Regions from separate parts of the Mus musculus genome. Here all the other regions are linked to region 5. A link is a contact called in public Hi-C, HiChIP or PLAC-seq and promoter capture Hi-C data. All regions are on one chromosome and are shown on one strand. The core of a region is the stretch at or near the end of the contact, and the rest is flanking DNA. Distances in the headings are between cores, read along the strand shown. Region 1 overlaps Grk3 (G protein-coupled receptor kinase 3). Region 2 has its middle 8.2 kb from the start of Gm22740. Region 3 holds the start of Grk3 (G protein-coupled receptor kinase 3). Region 4 overlaps Grk3 (G protein-coupled receptor kinase 3). Region 5 holds the start of Sez6l (seizure related 6 homolog like). Region 6 holds the start of Crybb3 (crystallin, beta B3).

Evidence for each region. Promoter capture Hi-C pulls out the DNA fragments that hold promoters and counts their contacts. Hi-C and Micro-C count contacts between places; a contact is called where the count stands out from the background. HiChIP or PLAC-seq counts read pairs in DNA pulled down with a chosen protein or histone mark.
Region 1: a promoter capture Hi-C map of hippocampal neurons shows a contact between it and region 5, with 2.3 times the contacts expected there. The contact joins the enhancer-like site here to the promoter of Sez6l in region 5. A contact is called at or near these places in 5 of 39 promoter capture datasets (the SN4741 cell line, cranial neural crest, embryonic stem cells and 2 more) and 5 of 115 datasets of contacts at active chromatin or transcription factors (embryonic basal ganglia, embryonic hindbrain, embryonic midbrain and 2 more).
Region 2: a contact with region 5 is called in an H3K4me3 HiChIP or PLAC-seq map of forebrain, with 6 times the contacts expected there. The contact joins the enhancer-like site here to the promoter of Sez6l in region 5. A contact is called at or near these places in 10 of 39 promoter capture datasets (3T3-L1-derived adipocytes, the SN4741 cell line, cranial neural crest and 6 more), 2 of 484 Hi-C or Micro-C datasets (the N1E-115 cell line and forebrain) and 8 of 115 datasets of contacts at active chromatin or transcription factors (SST interneurons, embryonic basal ganglia, embryonic forebrain and 5 more).
Region 3: an H3K4me3 HiChIP or PLAC-seq map of forebrain shows a contact between it and region 5, with 4 times the contacts expected there. The contact joins the promoter of Grk3 here to the promoter of Sez6l in region 5. A contact is called at or near these places in 5 of 39 promoter capture datasets (cranial neural crest, embryonic stem cells and hippocampal neurons), 1 of 15 datasets of contacts at CTCF or cohesin (the NIH/3T3 cell line), 1 of 484 Hi-C or Micro-C datasets (cortical neurons), 6 of 115 datasets of contacts at active chromatin or transcription factors (embryonic basal ganglia, embryonic forebrain, embryonic hindbrain and 3 more) and 1 of 9 other capture datasets (adipose tissue).
Region 4: a Hi-C map of cortical neurons shows a contact between it and region 5, with 2.0 times the contacts expected there. The contact joins the enhancer-like site here to the promoter of Sez6l in region 5. A contact is called at or near these places in 3 of 39 promoter capture datasets (the 3T3-L1 cell line, hippocampal neurons and stem cell-derived epiblast-like cells), 2 of 484 Hi-C or Micro-C datasets (both in cortical neurons), 2 of 115 datasets of contacts at active chromatin or transcription factors (embryonic forebrain and forebrain) and 2 of 9 other capture datasets (adipose tissue and pancreatic islet).
Region 6: a contact with region 5 is called in a promoter capture Hi-C map of hippocampal neurons, with 8 times the contacts expected there. The contact joins the promoter of Crybb3 here to the promoter of Sez6l in region 5. A contact is called at or near these places in 16 of 39 promoter capture datasets (3T3-L1-derived adipocytes, the SN4741 cell line, cranial neural crest and 9 more), 1 of 15 datasets of contacts at CTCF or cohesin (embryonic stem cells), 2 of 484 Hi-C or Micro-C datasets (cerebellum and embryonic stem cells), 12 of 115 datasets of contacts at active chromatin or transcription factors (VIP interneurons, embryonic basal ganglia, embryonic forebrain and 6 more) and 2 of 9 other capture datasets (embryonic stem cells and macrophages).

Annotation. Positions count from the first base shown.
Region 1 is chr5:112,996,612-112,999,311 of GRCm38.p6, reverse strand. All of the region lies in intron 1 of Grk3 (G protein-coupled receptor kinase 3), which reads left to right. Among named protein-coding and RNA genes, the nearest start is that of Grk3, 18 kb to the left of the region's middle. Within about 2 kb of position 1,366, at least 16 of the 459 cell types and tissues checked have an H3K27ac peak or open chromatin away from gene starts, as enhancers often do. A contact at or near this core is called in hippocampal neurons, where this site is marked.
Region 2 is chr5:113,034,576-113,037,275 of GRCm38.p6, reverse strand. No RefSeq gene overlaps it. Among named protein-coding and RNA genes, the nearest start is that of Gm22740, 8.2 kb to the left of the region's middle. Within about 2 kb of position 1,300, at least 86 of the 459 cell types and tissues checked have an H3K27ac peak or open chromatin away from gene starts, as enhancers often do. A contact at or near this core is called in the N1E-115 cell line, forebrain and neural progenitor cells, where this site is marked.
Region 3 is chr5:113,014,125-113,016,824 of GRCm38.p6, reverse strand. It overlaps Grk3 (G protein-coupled receptor kinase 3), which reads left to right and starts at 1,287. Exons shown (of 21, transcript NM_177078.4): 1 at 1,287-1,458. The coding sequence starts at 1,346.
Region 4 is chr5:112,932,351-112,935,050 of GRCm38.p6, reverse strand. All of the region lies in intron 13 of Grk3 (G protein-coupled receptor kinase 3), which reads left to right. Among named protein-coding and RNA genes, the nearest start is that of Myo18b, 37 kb to the right of the region's middle. Within about 2 kb of position 1,405, at least 21 of the 459 cell types and tissues checked have an H3K27ac peak or open chromatin away from gene starts, as enhancers often do. A contact at or near this core is called in cortical neurons, where this site is marked.
Region 5 is chr5:112,575,904-112,578,603 of GRCm38.p6, reverse strand. Sez6l (seizure related 6 homolog like) reads left to right here and starts at 1,406. Exons shown (of 17, transcript NM_001253916.1): 1 at 1,406-1,832. The coding sequence starts at 1,736.
Region 6 is chr5:113,080,159-113,082,858 of GRCm38.p6, reverse strand. It overlaps Crybb3 (crystallin, beta B3), which reads left to right and starts at 1,275. Exons shown (of 6, transcript NM_021352.3): 1 at 1,275-1,303; 2 at 2,209-2,379. The coding sequence starts at 2,305.

The DNA of each region.
Region 1 (2,700 bases), core at 117-2,616, 420 kb before region 5:
TGGGGTGTGGCTTGGAAATGGCTGGGGAATGGCTTGGGTGTGGGTGGGGCAAAGCTTGTGGGTGGCTTGTGCATGTATGAGTAGGACTTGGGACCTCTTTAGAAAAGTGTCTTCTAATGAGCCATGGCCCTGGAGTCTTCCAGATAAGACAGACCCAGGCTTAGATTCTTCCTCTGAGATGTGTCCTAGTAGCCAGCGATAGAGCAGCTCATGAGTTGGGTGCTGCATGGATAAAACCGACTCTTGAACCCAGTTTAAAGCCGTGGTTCTGATCGACATGTGATGGACAGATGGCCTCAGGTGCTGTTAACCTTTCAGATGCAGTCTGTTTGGGGTTAACCATATGTGGAGACTTTTCTTTTCTTTTTTTTTAAATTTCTAGTGAAATGCAAGTATGTTTGGGAGGAGGGGGCTGGGGAGACGGCTTGGCTTTCATGAGCTGGCAGTACAACCAGGAGATCCAGAATTTTCAACACTCACATGCCCAATGGTTCCTGTCTGTCATCCTGGGGCAGGGGGTCGAGGCAGGAGGACACCTTTGGATGGATGGCCAGCTAGTCTCAAGGAATTTTCGAGCTCCAAGCTCAGGGAGAGCCTCTGTTTGAGAAGAGGTGGAGTGTGTGGGCTGTGAGTATGGTGGTATACATCCTTTAGTGCTTGGGAAACAGAGTCTGGTGGATCTCTCTGAGTTCCGGGCCAGCCAGGGCCACATGGTGAGGCCCTGTTGCAATCAATCAGTCAGTCAATCAATCAATCAATCATAAATGCAAAGGTGGCATGAAATAGAGGAAGAAATAGACGAAGAAATCCATAGACTCTTACATTCACATGCTTGAATACACGAGTGTGTGGGCATATGTTTGCATCACACACACACACACACACACACACACGCATGCACACACACACACATGCACACACACACACACACACACACACACACACACACACACGACTTGGTATTGACTGTTCAGATCTTGTTGGAGTACCACGAGGAGCTTTGAAGTCATTTTGCTGGTATGTTCTCAAGAACAAATGGCTTGTGGCTGCTGGATTGTTCAAGGCTGTGGAATTTATAGGTAAGATCCAGTGCTAAGGAGCTGGAGATGGAGGAGACCAGGGAGGAGCTGGGGATGGAGGAGACCAGGGAGGAGCTGGGGATGGAGGAGATCAGGGAGGAGCTGGGGGATGCAGGAGACCAGGGTGTAGCAGGAGGAAGCAGGAAATCAGGGAGGGGCAGGGGGATGCCGGAGACCAGGGAGGAGCTGGGGGGTGCAGGAGACCAGGGAGGAGCAGGAGGATGGAGGAGAACAGGGAAGAGCTGGCCCTCATCTTCATGGTGAGACATTGAGCAGCCTGTGTGGTCTGGTGGCTTTAAACAGTGGAACCAAGTTTCCATGGTGACTTTGGGTATTTCCTTCTGGGTTGTATGCCTAATGAGTTGTTTGTGGAAAATCTTTAGCAACTGTACATTGAAAAACAAAATGCCAAAATCCTGCGGTTTCGTTTTGAAGGGCTTAAAGTTTGAAGTGAGTCTTTTCTTTTCTTTCTTTTTTTTTTTTTTTAAAAAGAAGCTGGCCCGCAGTTTGCTTGTAGCTCTGATGAATGGTGGCCTCTGCAGTCTGGGTGTGAGTGGCTTGCAAAGCACTTGCATGCATGCACCAGCTGGCCTGGTCTCCCCCACCTGCTTCCTGTGCAACTAGACTTTTATGGGAATGTGATGCCTACTGGGTAAAATATTTATGCACCATAACAAAACAGCCAGACCTCAGGCGGAACTTAGTGGATTTTATCTGTAGAAGCAACACAGTTAGATCAGCCATTAAATCTTCTCCAACAGGCACTTCGACTTCCCTCTCTTCCCATGGCCTGGGGAGATCAGGTGGCTGGTCCTTCAATTAATTAGTTGTGTGTGTGTGGGTGTGCACTGAAGTCAGAGGACAGCTTGGATCTACTTTCACCATGTGGGTCCTGGGTATTGAACTTAGGTTGTCAGACTTGGCAGCAATCACCTTTACTGGCTGAGCCATCTTGCCAGCCCTTTTGCCGCTTTAGCAGCAGAGACATTTTATCCATGGAGCTGACTGTCCTGTACACTCAGCAGGGTCTCCATAGCCCTGATGGGCGGTGCTCCTGTCTCTCCACCCAGCTGCCATTAAATTTTAAGGAACCCACTGGACTCCAATCAGTATTCGTTGCATAGGTTGGTTCGTTTCACATGAAAGCTGGCACCCCTATTCTTGCCTTGTCTGTCTGCTAGCATTACCTGGCTATTTTCATTTCCCTCCACCTCCCATTTCCCTTGAGTTATTAAGAAACACATCCAGGCAGACATGTTGTCTTCACCCCTAGCTCTTTCTGCAACCATTTATGAGAGAGCTCGTGACTCTCTTCAGATTCAAATTGCTTCAGATGTTCAATCAACTCACACGTGGATCACTCTCCTCCCCCTCCCCTCCTCTGCCAAAGTCTCCCTATGTAGCCCAGGCTGACTCTAAACTCAAGATCCTCCTGCCTCAGCCCCTGAGTGCTGAGATTTGAGACAATTACAGCTGGTGGTATTTTAACATTAAAAACTTCCCCCTTAATTTGCATTTCAGTTATGGCCTGTATATTTGCCTGGTCATCTAGATCCCTGGGTCTGCCGCTCGTGTTATTTTATTATTATTTTGAATTATTTTACTCCAGAAATCAGGTCCC
Region 2 (2,700 bases), core at 51-2,550, 460 kb before region 5:
AGAAGCTGAGGCACAGGGGTCAAGGTTCAAGATCACCAGGTTACAAAGCAAGTCCAAGGCTTTCCTCTAAGACACAGAAGGAGAAAGCAATCAAAGTCACTCATGCTCATTTCTGATTTTTTTTCCCGTATCTATCTTGAATTTTTTTGAGGGCAGATGCTAAGGCCATCCATCCCTGGGGCTTATTTTCAGAGCACCTGTGGCTATTCAATTTGGATTCTAAATTTTAAATTTGAAGTTAACATTTGCCTCCTGAGGGGGAGGAAGGGAGAGAAGGGGGAGGGGGAGGGAGGAGGAGGAGGGGAAGAGGCAGGGGAGAGGGAGGGGATGGGAGGGGGGAGGGGAAAACCCTTTCAGCTCAAGTTGTGGATCCTGAACATGGAGGACATTAAAGCCATCACGTGGCAGCAGCAAAGGGTTAGCTCATTGGGTAAAGCCCTGGTCCTAAAACATGAGGAGTTAAAGTTTCCAGAACCCATGTGGCAGGAGGTGGTAATCCCAGTGCTCCTATGTGGAGATGGGAGGGGAGGGAGGAGAGCCAGTTAGCCTGGCAGGGATCCTGTTTGAACCATAGTGGAAGGAGAGGCCTGACCCCTTAAAGTGGAAGAAGAGGCCCGCCCCCCCAGTCATCCTCTGACCTTACACACATGCTGTGACACGCCCACACTCACACCCGTGAACAGACATACTTGGATTTTTTCTTTATAAGTCGGTGTGTGGCTCTTCGTGCTTTTTGGGTGGTCCATGGTCTCTTGAAAATTTGCTAGAAGCTGTGTGCAACCTTTCTTCAGAAAAGCAGATCCAATTCTGGGTATGCAAGCTGTGGTTTTGTATGTGCCAGGCCAATGCTGGGGTGCAGCTAAGAGCACTCGCTGCTCTTCCAGAGGACCTGAGCTCAGTCCCCAGCACCCACATCGAGCCGGCTCACAGTCACCTGCAACTCTGGCTCTAGGGGCTCCCAAGCCCTCTTCTGGCTTCTGAGTTTACTTCACATATGCGCACAAGTCCACGTATACTGCACATAACTGGAAACAGAAATAAAATCTCTGAATGAGTGGTGATGGGGAGGGTACCAGGAGTAATCCAAGCACAACACCGTGACCGTGACCTGAGCATAGATCAGGCATGTCTGTGCTCCTGTCCCAGCAGAGGGACCTTGGGCAAGTTTCTTTCCTTCTGTCTCTGAGCCTGAGTCCTGATCTGTAAAGTACAAATGAAAACTAGCATCTACCTCACAGCCCACTGAAAATGAAAGTAAAGTATCCAGGAAGAGTGGGTAGCACAAGGCCCCAGAAGATTTATTTTACACTCGCAAATATTTATTTATTGGGTAATACTGTATGCTGACGGCATTTAAGTGCTGAAGGAGTGTCAGACATCAGCTGTATTTATCCAGGAAGTGAGGACTCAAGCAAGGTAAAGAGGCTTCTGGGTGGCTGCTTGCCCAGGGGACAGAGATAGGGAGAGCCAGTGTGGAGCAGGAGGATGGGGGTGGGGAGGAGAGGGCAGTGCTTGCTGTTTGTAGCCATGACACCTCTCTTAGGGACTGTCTGTCTATGGTGGCATGTGAGCCACAGAACATCCTTAAGCCAAATCTAAAGTCCAAAATGTTCTGAACTTGGAAGCTTTTCTGGCACACGTGTGATGCCACACAGGGTCATTTCCACACCAGACCACGGGATGGATCAGCACCCCGGTGCCCCTCAGCTCCTCAGGCCCATCTGTCCATTTCAGTATCCAGTTTGCCAGGCGAGTAGTTTGATTTCTTGGCAGTTACCCTTCTGATTTATTTGTATATTCTAGGTTGTAGGTGGCAACGTTGTTTTTCTCCGCCTGTCTTGTGGGCTGCCTCTCACTCAGCTGTTTCTTTGCTGGATGGAAACTTTGTAGTCTTACAATGCCCACTCATTGGCTCTTGTCTCTTTCCTGTCTGAGTCTTTTGCAGAAAGACCCTGGCTGCGTCTGTATATCTTGAAGTGGTTTCTGTGGTTTTTTCCCCCCCTCTCTGACAGTTTTAGAGTTCTAGGTCTGAAGCTGAGGTCTTTGATCCACTCGGAACTGCCAGCAATTGCATGAAAATGTTCAACACCACTAGCCATCAGGGAAATGCAAATTAAGAACACATTGAGATTCCTTCTAGCCCCAGCCAGACTGGCTGTCATCAGAAAAACAAAAGAGAGCAAATGTTGGAGAGGAAACAGAGAGAAGGAAACCCATAGATTCTGCTGACAAATGTGAATGACTGACTGCAGACACCATGCAAACCAGTACAAAGGTTTCTCAAAAGGCTGAGAACAGAACTACTCCGAGACCCAGCTATACCACTCCTGTGTACTTGCTCAAAGGACTCCAAATTATTAGCCCTGAGATACCTATGAATTGGTGATGGGCAGCTTCCAAGTTCAGGACATTTTGGACTTTAGATTTGGCTTAAGGATGTTCTGTAGCAACTTGATTCTACTTAAAATCATATGGGAGAAGTCTACACTGGGTAGCCTGTTGGCATGTCCACGGGGAGTGTCTTCACCGATGTAGGAAGACCCCACCCACTATGGGCAGCACCATTCCTTAGGCAGGGGAACCTGGATTGCCTACCAGAGGAGGAATGGAACCTGGTACAAGAAAGGGAGCGTGCAAGAATTCTCTCTCCTCTCCTCTTGACCACAGATGTGATGTGTCCAGCTGTTTGGTGCTACGATC
Region 3 (2,700 bases), core at 38-2,537, 440 kb before region 5:
AACAATATTCAGACATGAAGGAGCAATGTGTTTTGGGGGGAACTTACCCCTCTCTCCTCACTGGGTAGACAAGGCATCTATGCTCCCATATTTGGGTGAAAAAGTGAATGGAACTGGCAAATTCAACTGAAGGCTTGGCTCTCCCTGTCTCTGCCCCATTATACAGTGGGCACTATAGCGGTGATGTGGGCTGTCTGTGGCAGACCCAACTCCTTCAGGATGTTCCCACCCCTTCCCACCTATACCTTTTCTAGTCCCTCTAAATACTGTGCCTTGGGGATTGAGAAACTTCTGGTAAAACTAGTCCTTTGGGAAACAGAATAGACAGAAAACAAAAGCAGGAGAACTAATCAAAAAACGTGACTGTAAACCCCCAACAGTTCACTCTAACCCTGGCCAATCCCGGGTTCACAGTGATGTATGGCAATTTGGATAAAGGCCCTGCAAGCTTATGATGTCTGCAGATTTCCTGATCCCTTAACAGGTACCACATGGATTTTGAATGTGGACCCCTGTGCCCAGCTGCAGAGAAATGAAATAGTGACCTAGGCAGGGTTGGGAATTCCCTACTGCCCAGAATCAAGTCTCAGCCCTTCCACTTCCCTGAAAACCCAGGAGGCTCTGCACTCTCATAGGGGCACTTCCTCTTGTGGTTCTTGAGTTGGTAGAGAGCCTGCAGAAGCTAGGATACCTTAACCCCCCCGCCCCCCAACTGGACACACACCCTGAGGCCTTTCACCTGAATGCAAGCCAGTTATGACCTTGAACCTAGAGTGCTTCCATCAACTGGGTCCCCTGGGACAGCGCTGCTCCAGGGCAGGACTCTCACCCCACTTCACCCTGCATGGCGGGAGCCAAGCAACTTTCTCTTCTATGCTGGTGTCTCTTGGCTTGGTTCTCAGAGGGAGGTCTAGGGTGGGGCTAATGGCTGGAGACACCCCCTGCTGTAGCTCTGACCTCTATTTGGCAATCATTCGAAAGAGCAGGTGGGACTACTCCAGGATACCTCTTGAAGCGTCCTCTCCAGGACAGTGTGCTATTGGAGACCTCCTGGAGTGTCCACTCAGTACTGGGCATCTGGACTGTGCTTAGAGAGCTAAGGGTGAGAAAGAGAGGAAAAGGAGGAGAGGAGAGAGAAGAGAGGAGGAGGGAGAGGGAGAGGAGGAGGGAGAGGAAGTCCCTGGTGCCTGAGAGGCTGGGTCAGGAGCGCGTGGCCGCGGACGGTTGGGGGCGCGCCGGGCTGGGGCGCGGAGCCGCGGAAGGGGCGGTGCGTCGGGGTCCGCGTCGGGGTCGCGCGTCGGGCGCGCCGTGGCCCCGTCGGGGCGGCGGGAGCTGCGGAGCCGCCATGGCGGACCTGGAGGCCGTGCTGGCCGACGTCAGCTACCTGATGGCCATGGAGAAGAGCAAGACGGCGCCGGCCGCGCGCGCCAGCAAGAAGGTCGTCCTGCCGGAGCCCAGGTACTGCTCTGGCCCTCTCCGCCCTATCCAGTCTCCTTCGGTTCTTTCCCTCCCTCTCAGGTCCCTTCCGGATCCCTCCTGGTCCTCTCCCTCACCTTCCCCCTCCCCCCCCTCCCCCGCCAGTTCCCTCCAGTCCCCTCTTGTCCCCTCTGGTCCTCTCCCTCCTTTTCTGGTCCGCCCGCCAGTCCCCTCCGTCCCGCTGTCCCAGGCTGGTTGCAGGGCTGTCTGTCTCTCAGCCCCCCTGCCCCTGTCCTCTGGCCCCTTGCAGTAGTAAGTAGACCTTGAGTTCTCAGTTCTGTCACCAGCGCCATTACCTGAGCCACTTTCCTCAACTTGGACCCCTGGCGGCCTGCCCTTTCTGGGAAGGATGACAGGAGAGCCACTTGAGCCTAGCCTGGTCTTGCAAGACTGGAGGTTCCCGCTGCACCGGCTCCGGCTGGCCGCTCGCTGCCAAGTTGCTCTTAATATCACGACTGATTTATTATTGATTTTTCTGAGGTGTGATGGCCTCTTAGAGCTGTACTTGTCCCGGGGAGTTCTAGGCGGTGTTCCAGAGTGGGGCTGTGTGTCACTTCTTAATTGACCCCACTGCCAGTTGCTTAGCTGGTGTGGCTTCCTTGAGTTGATGAAAAAATTGGCTCGGACTTTACAGCCACCCCTGAACCATGCAATTCTGTAAGGCTCTAAACCAAAGCTGCATCCCCTTTCAAATGGTCAAGCGTGACACGCCCATGTGGCGGCAGTGTTACCTACCTTCATGTGAGAGAAAATATACACATTTACTCGTCTAATTTTTTGAGGTCCTGGAGATGGGACCCAGGGCTTCACACACGCCAGGTAAACCGTCTGTCTCCTTAGCAGTATGCATAGCCCTCAGAGAACCTTTCAATACCGAACAATGGTCAGATTATTATTTTTTTTCCCGATCGTGTTTGTGAGCCCCGTGATCCAGGAAACATCAAATCCCCGTGCCGTGTTTGCTAGGAAGAGTCACACTGTACACACAGCTGCGCTGGCTGGGTATTTTTGGCTTGCCTTCCCTTGCAAGCCTTGGCCCTTCGCTGTTTTTTTTGGGGGGTGTGTTGCTCCTTGCGGAGTGGAGCAGGCACAAGGGGACACTTGGGTGGACTGGACAGTGCTTGCCTTCCTGGAGTTCAGCCTGTCTGAGACTCACTGAAAACAGGACTTGATTGAAATCTTCAGTAAGTGGGAGGGACCAGACCCAGGGCTCCCCAAGTCACA
Region 4 (2,700 bases), core at 156-2,655, 360 kb before region 5:
CAGGGAGTGATACTATTAGGAGGTGTGACCTTGTTGGAGTAGGTATGGCCTTGTTTGAGTAGGTGTGTCACTGTGGGTGTGGGCTTAAGACCCTCAGACCCTCATTCTAGCTGGCTGGAAGTGAGTATTTTGCTAGCAACTTCAGATGGAGGTGTAGAACTCTGAGCTCCTCCTGTACCATGCCTGCCTGGATGCTGCCATGCTCCCACCTTGATGATAATGGACTGAACCTCTGATCATGTAAGCCAGCCCCAATTAAATATTGTCCCTTATAAGACTTGCCTTGGTCATGGTGTCTGTCCACAGCATTAAAACTCCGAGACACCGTATATAGTGTCAGAGGGACAGAGACAGAAGCAAGAGGCCCACAGAAAGGCACCATGCGCCTGAGCCTCAGTGGCAGAGGGTTGGAGGGACACAACAGCATTATAGAGTCTGTGCAGACAGTGCAGGGACATCCATTCCAGGCACAGGATGGGGTTTTGCTCTCGGAGGGGCATGCTTCAGGCTGAACCAATGCTCACAGGGACCTTTCCTGTGCATGGCTGTATGGTGTGTTTGCAGAAGGAGGACCTGAGGCTGGAGAGATGGCTCAGGGTGAGGGGCAGTCACTGTTCTGACAGAGGACTCCGGTTTGATTCCCAGCACCCACCTATCCGCCCATGGCCACCTGTCACTGCAGTTCCAGGGACTCTGGCTCATTTCTCTGGCCACAGCTGGCCCTGTGGGCACATGGTGCATAGATGCATGCAAGCGAACATAAAGTATACATGCACATAACTTACACATATACATGAAGCATACATGCACATACAGTACATGTGCACATACAGTGCATGTGAACATAAAGCACACTTGCACATACAGTACACACACAAATAAAGACATCTTAAAGGAGGAGCAACTAGGCTGGGGGCCTTCCTTACCCCAGCTGTAAATGACAGGAAACGCCACCCACGAATCTGCACTCAGGGAGGCTCGGCACTGTTCTGCATCTTGCACAAGAGGCTCCGAAGCTGCCCTTCATCGGCTCTGAGGAGAGACAATGTCTGGGGCAGGACACTGAGTACACAGAGCTTGGCCTGGTGGGATCCTGCTCACCTGGGGCAGCCTGTTCCTTTCCTAGCCCATCTTAGGGCAGCCATAGCCAGACAACCAGCAACCCTCGGCTCCAATCTCCAGGGATGCTCTGCACTCCTTGGGGACAGTTTTGGTTGTCATAGCTTGGATGCATGGGCACTACTCAAGTACCCAAGTGCACAGGAGAGTCCCTGTCCCCAGCAGAATTGTGGGAACCAAGAACTCTCCCTCTGGGGAAGGCTCCTCCCCCGCATGTGTCTTCCATCTGGCTGGGCTGTGGCCTGGGGGCGGGGTTAAGTGCCCCTGGAATTACTGACTTTCTTCCATAGGGGAGATGGGACCATTTGTAGCTGTTTCACTGTTATTGGCTTAAACTCCCAAAGGCATATTTGATATGACACACAGTCTCTCTTGCCTTCTGAAATTAAATTGTGGGAGTGTTTAATCATAATGTCATATTGGTTTGGGCTCAGTGTCAACCCTGTGGGTTTGAAGCATCTGTGGTAGGAGTGTGTGGGCCTCCTGGCAGGTGTAGGTGGTGTGTGCTCAGTGCTACGGTATCTAATTAAGAGCTCTGTACTTGTGCTGGGGTCTGGACTCTCTCCCGAGTTTCTCCACTGTGGTCAGAAGCCGCCTGGTGCTGGGGAGTGTGTCCTGCACTCGGGGTTGATGACAGCCTGGTGCAGGACACCTATTTACAGAGCCTGTATCAGGGAACGGCTGCCATCTGTGGTCTGCGAGTGCCACTCCTTCTCAAAATAGAGATGTTACTATCTGAGGGTAGCCCCCCACCCCCTTTAACATTTTTAGAAATAGAAAGCCAAATCCCAGACTTGGTTCACAAAGAGTAATCAAGACCGTATTGGCAGCACATGTGCGGGGAGCTGGATGAGAACACTCAAGTGTTACCCATGAGGCAGCGCAAGGGTGAAGAGCTGGAGACCCAGCTTCCCATGATGCTTGCTGGCTCAGATGTGTTCCTGCTGAACTTGTTAAAGAGACCTGTGGATCTAGGGATGGGCGGGAGGGTTGGCATAGGAAGGACCTGAGGCTTTCTCTGACTCTGACTGTTTTGTGCAATCGAAACAGAATCATAACAGAATTATAGCAGACAGGATTTATTTGGGCTTGTGCTCCTGAAAGAGCATTTAGCCAGCAACCTGAGGGACCTTCTATACCACCATTAAAGACTCTGGCCAGGGTACCGTGTGAGACAGCAGGAGAGGGGAGCGAGGACAGTCCTGGAAGCCAGATTCACCTCTCTAACTCAATCCCTTCCTGGGGCTGCAGCCCCCTCCTGACCTGGACTTTGAAAGACCCCACCTTCTCACATGACTGATACATTTCAGCAGGATTTTGGGATGACTTTTGCACCGTGTCAGAGGTCAAGGCTTTGCACTCACAGCCACGAGCATACATTTAAGTTCAAGGTCCTCAGAAGTCCCTCACCCTGTGAGAAACACCATGGGGTTGAGACGGCAGGGCAACAGACAGACAGACTGGCAGTGTGGCTTGGCATCCTTCTCTCCGGACCTCAACGCAATGACATTTCTGAGGATCTATACAAAAGAGAGCGTCCGAGTGTGAAGTGTACTGATTCCAAGCAGGGTGTTGCCAGGA
Region 5 (2,700 bases), core at 157-2,656:
TCACTTCTACCACTGCCGATCATTATGACTTTAAAACAGAGACCACACCAGAGTCCGGTGAGCCATGGGTGTTTACAAGCCTTTCTATCCTCATCTCCAAGGAGGAAGCCGGCACTTGTGTCTCTCCTCCATGTTTCTGTATTCCTGCTTTATGCTTCTATTCCTCAGGGGTTACTGGATGGCCTGCTGCTAGCCCTCTAGAGGAGGACCCAGGTCTTCTGCATGTCCTTCTCAAATCCCCACTTCCTGAGACCTGATATGAACTGGGGGTCTCTCCATCACCTGATAATCTGAGCTTCAAGCAAAGAGCATCCCAAGAGTAAATGAGTGACAGGGGCATTTGGAACCAGGACCAGAATAGTCCTCCTTCGCTCCTCCCACCTCCAATGCTCCCCTCCCCTACGTTGTTTTCAGAGATTCCCAGTCTCTCCACTCTGCTAAAGACATCCCCCCCCCCACCCCCAATTGCTACAACCTTCTTTCCATCTGCTCCCTGCTTGAGCGGAGTGGCAAGGTGGAGTGGGGGAGGGGAGGGCTTCTAACTTGGGGTGAGGGGCCTGGGAAGCCAGCTGGGGCTGTGAGACTCAGCAGAACAAGGAGAGCTGTCTCCCTTGGTGTGAGGTATCTTCCAGTTGGCCCTTGGCCAATGCCTGGCTATAAGTGGCTTCTTGTCTTCCTCACCCACTGCGCCCCGTCTCCTCTGTTTGTGGAAGAAAGACACGCTGCTAGAGAATCTCAACTGGACAGAGGCCGCCAGAGGATGGGCCTGGAACCAAAGCTTCCACTGGCGGGGGAGGGAAACGGGGCTTCGGCTCTGGAAGCCTGGCGGATCTGCAGAGCGCTGTTGAGAGTGCTAATGTAGCTGAAATCATAACATGGACCCAGGAGTCTGTGGCTGGGCGTTTCCAGGGTGAAGAACCACTTGGTATCAGACAGAGGATCCTGTGGTCCTGTGCATTGGTCCAACAATGTCCCTGGATGCAGTCGGTGTGGCTTCCTAGGTCACTGGGACTCTCTGTGGAAGCACCAATGCATTTGGCGGATAGGGGAGGGAAAGGTGGATGCGGGTGGGGACCTCAGGGGCCAGAGAGGGCTGTATAGTGGGGATACAGGTCAGGCTGTTCGCCGACTGGGTTCGCAAGGACACATCGGGCGCTCTTCCGCCTCGTCTGACCGTCCCAGCATCCGCAAAAAGAGTAGGGACCCTGAGCCCACCCGGGACCGGGCGATATCACTAACTTCTCAGGGCCTAAGGGCCAGGCTGCCCCCGGAACGGCCCTCGGCCGCCTCCTCGCGCTCACTTCCCTCGCTCGCTCGCTGGTTCGCTCTCTCTCTCTCTCCTGCTCCCTCTCTCGCTCGGGCACCAGCCCCCGCCCTCCGCTCGCTCGCCGCCCGCGGCTCCTCCTCACTCGTCCGTCGCCCGCGCCCGGTGCAGCTCGGCCAGAGCCACGGCGAGCTGCGCGTCCGCCAGGAGCCGCTGCCCTGATCCTACTGCCCAGATCCCTCTGCCTGGATCCCATTGCCTGAACCCCGCTGCACCAATCCCTCTGTCTGTCTGGACCTCGGTCTGGGATCCGGCTGCTTGGAGCCTTCTGTCCATCTCTCTCTCTCTCCCTGGATAGCACTGCCTGATTCCGGCTGCTCGAATCCTTCTGCCCGGACTCCACCGCACGGATCCCTCTGCCTGGACCGACCACACGGATCTCTCTGCGCCGACCCCAGCTCCGTAGCTACGATGCCCGTGGCACGGCCACAAGCCGCGGGACCCGACAGGATCTCTCTGTTCCTTGTCGCCTTCCTTCTGGGGAGCCCCGCGGCAGCTCAGGCGGAAGGTAAGCACCCCGAGGGCCCCGGCCCAAAGAGGGTAAAGTTGTTGCGGCTGACCCGAGCAGTCGGGGGTCTCGACTGGTCTGGGAACACACGCGCCACCCGCGGGACCGCCCGGATACCGGGCTGGGCACCTCGTCCCTGCCGGAGCGCGGAGGCGGGGACGCATCTGAAGGACTCTCGCCTTAGGCTGCGGGTCCTTCGTCGGTCTCTGGGCTCCCGTTTGCAGTCTGGAGACGCTTCCGGGAGAAGCTCTTGGGAGTGGGGTCCTCTCCAAACCTTCAGATTCTGGAAGCTCTCTGCAACTGCACCCGGGGCTGGCTGCCAGGTTATTCTGCCAGGCTCTGTGGAAGAGGATAGGTATAGGAAGCGGACAGCTGACTGCCTGTCTCCAGAACCAGACTCCCTCCCATCCCACCATCCCACGCTGTCTCGGACTATCCGGAGGGGCTGTCTCCTGGATAGGTCCCAGCCAGGTGTCAGGAAATTGGACTTGGGTGTGGCTTCTTCGGATGGAGGAGAGCTCAAGGCTCCCAGAACTTGGTGAGAAGAGAGATATTAGAACCCCAGGGGCTTGGCCCCCTTTATCCCTCTACAGCTTCATCGATATTAGGAGTGAAGAGAGGGTGCTGGTGAAACCCACGTGCTTGCTGCTTAGGAAGGGAAGGGGGTCTGAGTTTATGGAGATTGTCGAGATTGTCGGTTCCTTCACCTGCCTGGAGTCACACCTTTGCTCCACCCTGCTAGGGTCCCAGGAAGTTACAGTGAGATGCTGAGGTGAAGAGAAGAGGGAGGCAAATAACTCACCCAAAGCTGATCCCACCCCCAGCCACCAGAGCTAAAGACACCAGGAGAGCCCACGGTGTCAGCTAT
Region 6 (2,700 bases), core at 26-2,525, 500 kb before region 5:
TGTGTGGAGGAACACAGGCCTCCCTCGTGCTAAGCCAGCATACAGCCTCTGAGCTACAGGAAGAAGAAACCCTGTACTGTCACGGAATGTCCCCCACAATCTCATGCGTAGAGCATCTGGCTTCCAGACAGACAGAAGTGCAAGTGCCATTTTTGGAAACTGGAGCTTTTAGGAGCTGGTCTGACTGGAAGAAGCAGCTGGGGTCTGGTCCTCCAGAGCGTCCTGTCCCTGCCCCCTTCCCATGTCCGTCTCCTTGCTTCGGTATCTTGCCTCAAAACAAAGAACTTTGTCTACTACACGCCCCATGTCATGACACTCTCTACAAATATGTGGCAACCAGCAACCTTGGCTTCAGTCGTCTAAAACTGCCAGCCAAAATAAACTGTCCACCCTTGTTTCTGTCAGACATTTTAGCCACAGTGACTTAGTGCTAACCAGTACATTTGTTTATGGGCCTGGGACGATGGCTAAGTGGTCGTGCAAGCACAAGGAGCAGAGTTCAAATCTCCAGCACCCCACGAAAAGCCAGTGGTGAACTGGGCAGTGACGACACACGCTTTTAATCCCAGCACTTGGGAGGCAGAGGCAGGTGGATTTCTGAGTTCAAGGTCAGCCTGGTCTATAGAGTGCGTTCCAGGACAGCCAGGGCTATACAGAGAAACTTTGTGTCAGTGGTTGGGGATGGAGACAGGAAGATTGCTGGGGCTGGCTGTGGATCTAGCTCCGTTTTCAGTGAGGGACCCTGTCTCAAGGGAATACAGCAAAGCAGGGTAAAGCGGGGGCACCAGCCTCTTCTTCTGGCATCTGTGTGCACCCAGGCTCACTCAGCCACATACACGATGCATACTCACACACTGAAACTCAATTCAGTTTGTAGCTCTGACCGTAAGAACTCAGTGATTTGCCTCAGTCGTGGAATCTGTAAAATGGCACCCCAAGGATCCGAAATTGGGATGTAGGCTGACTTGAGGATTTGAGCCTACAGCAAACAGCTTTATGACCCCCAAGTAACTGATGTGGCCTCTTTCAAACACAGTCTCATCATTGACATGTGTAGTCTGGCCAGCATCCCACAAAGCCAGCAAAGGCCATCGGTTCCCAGGAAGTCATCAGACTTGTGCAAGAGGTGACTGGCCTTAGGGGGCCTTCCCGGACACACCATTAGGATGAAATGGCCCGGACAGGATCGGGTGGACAGGATGCTATCTCAGCATCCCGTAATGTGCTGGGCCAACAGAACATGCCCATAAATAGGCCAGCCTTGGAGGCACGCCAGTCTGGAGACAACTGGTCCTGGAAGCAGGTTTGTACTGGACTGGGTGAGGCAGGGGGGAGTGTACTGTTGAGGAAGGTGCAACCTCGGGTCTCTCTGGTGTGCATGGCCCTTGTCTGGCTCACTCGAGGGTAGGGAGGGTGACCTCCAGGAACCAAGCCTGCCAACTAGGCCCAGCCACAGACAGAGCTGGTGAACTGTATTGTCTGCGGGTCTGAGCACGAGGCTGGGTCCCAATTGTTTGTGTGGGCTGAGGACCAAGGAGTGGGCAGCTCTGAGAAAGGGAATACCCGGTCATCCCCATGAAGTGGGCCAAGGCCCATGTCCTAATGATGCAGGTTAGATACAGAGCAGAAGCTGCTGGACCTCACACAAGTGTGTCATGAGGGAGGAGCGGGTCAGTCGGGGACAGGTGTTGTGCAGGACAGTGCATGTGTGTGCACGCCCATACACCCTTGCTGGCGAGCAAATGTCTGCAGACCTGTGTCCTAGGTCTCTGCCTCCTGAGGCTAAGAGAGACTTCCAGGGTCCACTATGCGAGAGCCTAGAACACGGTAAGCACTCAATAGTCAGCTTCACGGTCAGGGATGGTTTCCAAAGACCTGGCCCATTTAATGGCTGCTCAGTCCGTCTGTTTTTCCTGCCTGCTGTGGTCTGCTGTCCACCCTGGCTGTCCTGAGGTCCAGTCCTGGGCACTGAGGCTGCAGAGAGCCCATAGAGATACCCAGCCCTTTACAGGGAGCATTTGGTTGTGTGTGTGGGGTGGGGGGAGAGTGCCATCCAGTTTAAGTCCTTTCTTCCCTGTGTTCTCAGTAAACTGGTCTTTCATTACTGGGCCTCTGGGATTCCCCAGTCCCACTGACTGGCCCAGATGCGTGGCCCAAAGCAGGTGTCCAGGAGGTGTTTGTTGACTGATTATAGATCTTGGCCCTCAGTGCTGTTTGGGTGGGAACCCACCAGTCCCTGATCCTGCTGGCCGCAGCTGGTGACCTGGTTCTCCTCCAGTTTGAGGCAGAAGTATCCCCAGAGAGATGGCGGAGCAGCACGGAGCACCTGAGCAGGCTGCAGCTGGCAAGAGCCATGGAGGCCTTGGGGGCAGCTACAAGGTACCTGGCTGGATCTTGATGGGACCTAGAGCCCAGGGCTGAGGGCTACAACTGACCCAGTGGAGTTCCCGGGCACCAGGCTTCGGGGGATGTGGGCTTCAAGCTCCGCCTTTCCTGTGTGACCTCGCTTGAGTTGCTTGGTGTTTCTGGGTGCTGACAGCTTCATCTTTAAAAACAAAAAAACAAAAAAACAAAAACAAAAACAAAAAAACCGGAAGCGATGCCTGTTGTCCCCGGTCCCAGAATTGTCACGTGATAAAGCGGGTGGCCTGAGCATGGTTGGTGGATGGGGGGAGTGTGACATCGCTCGCTCTGTCCATC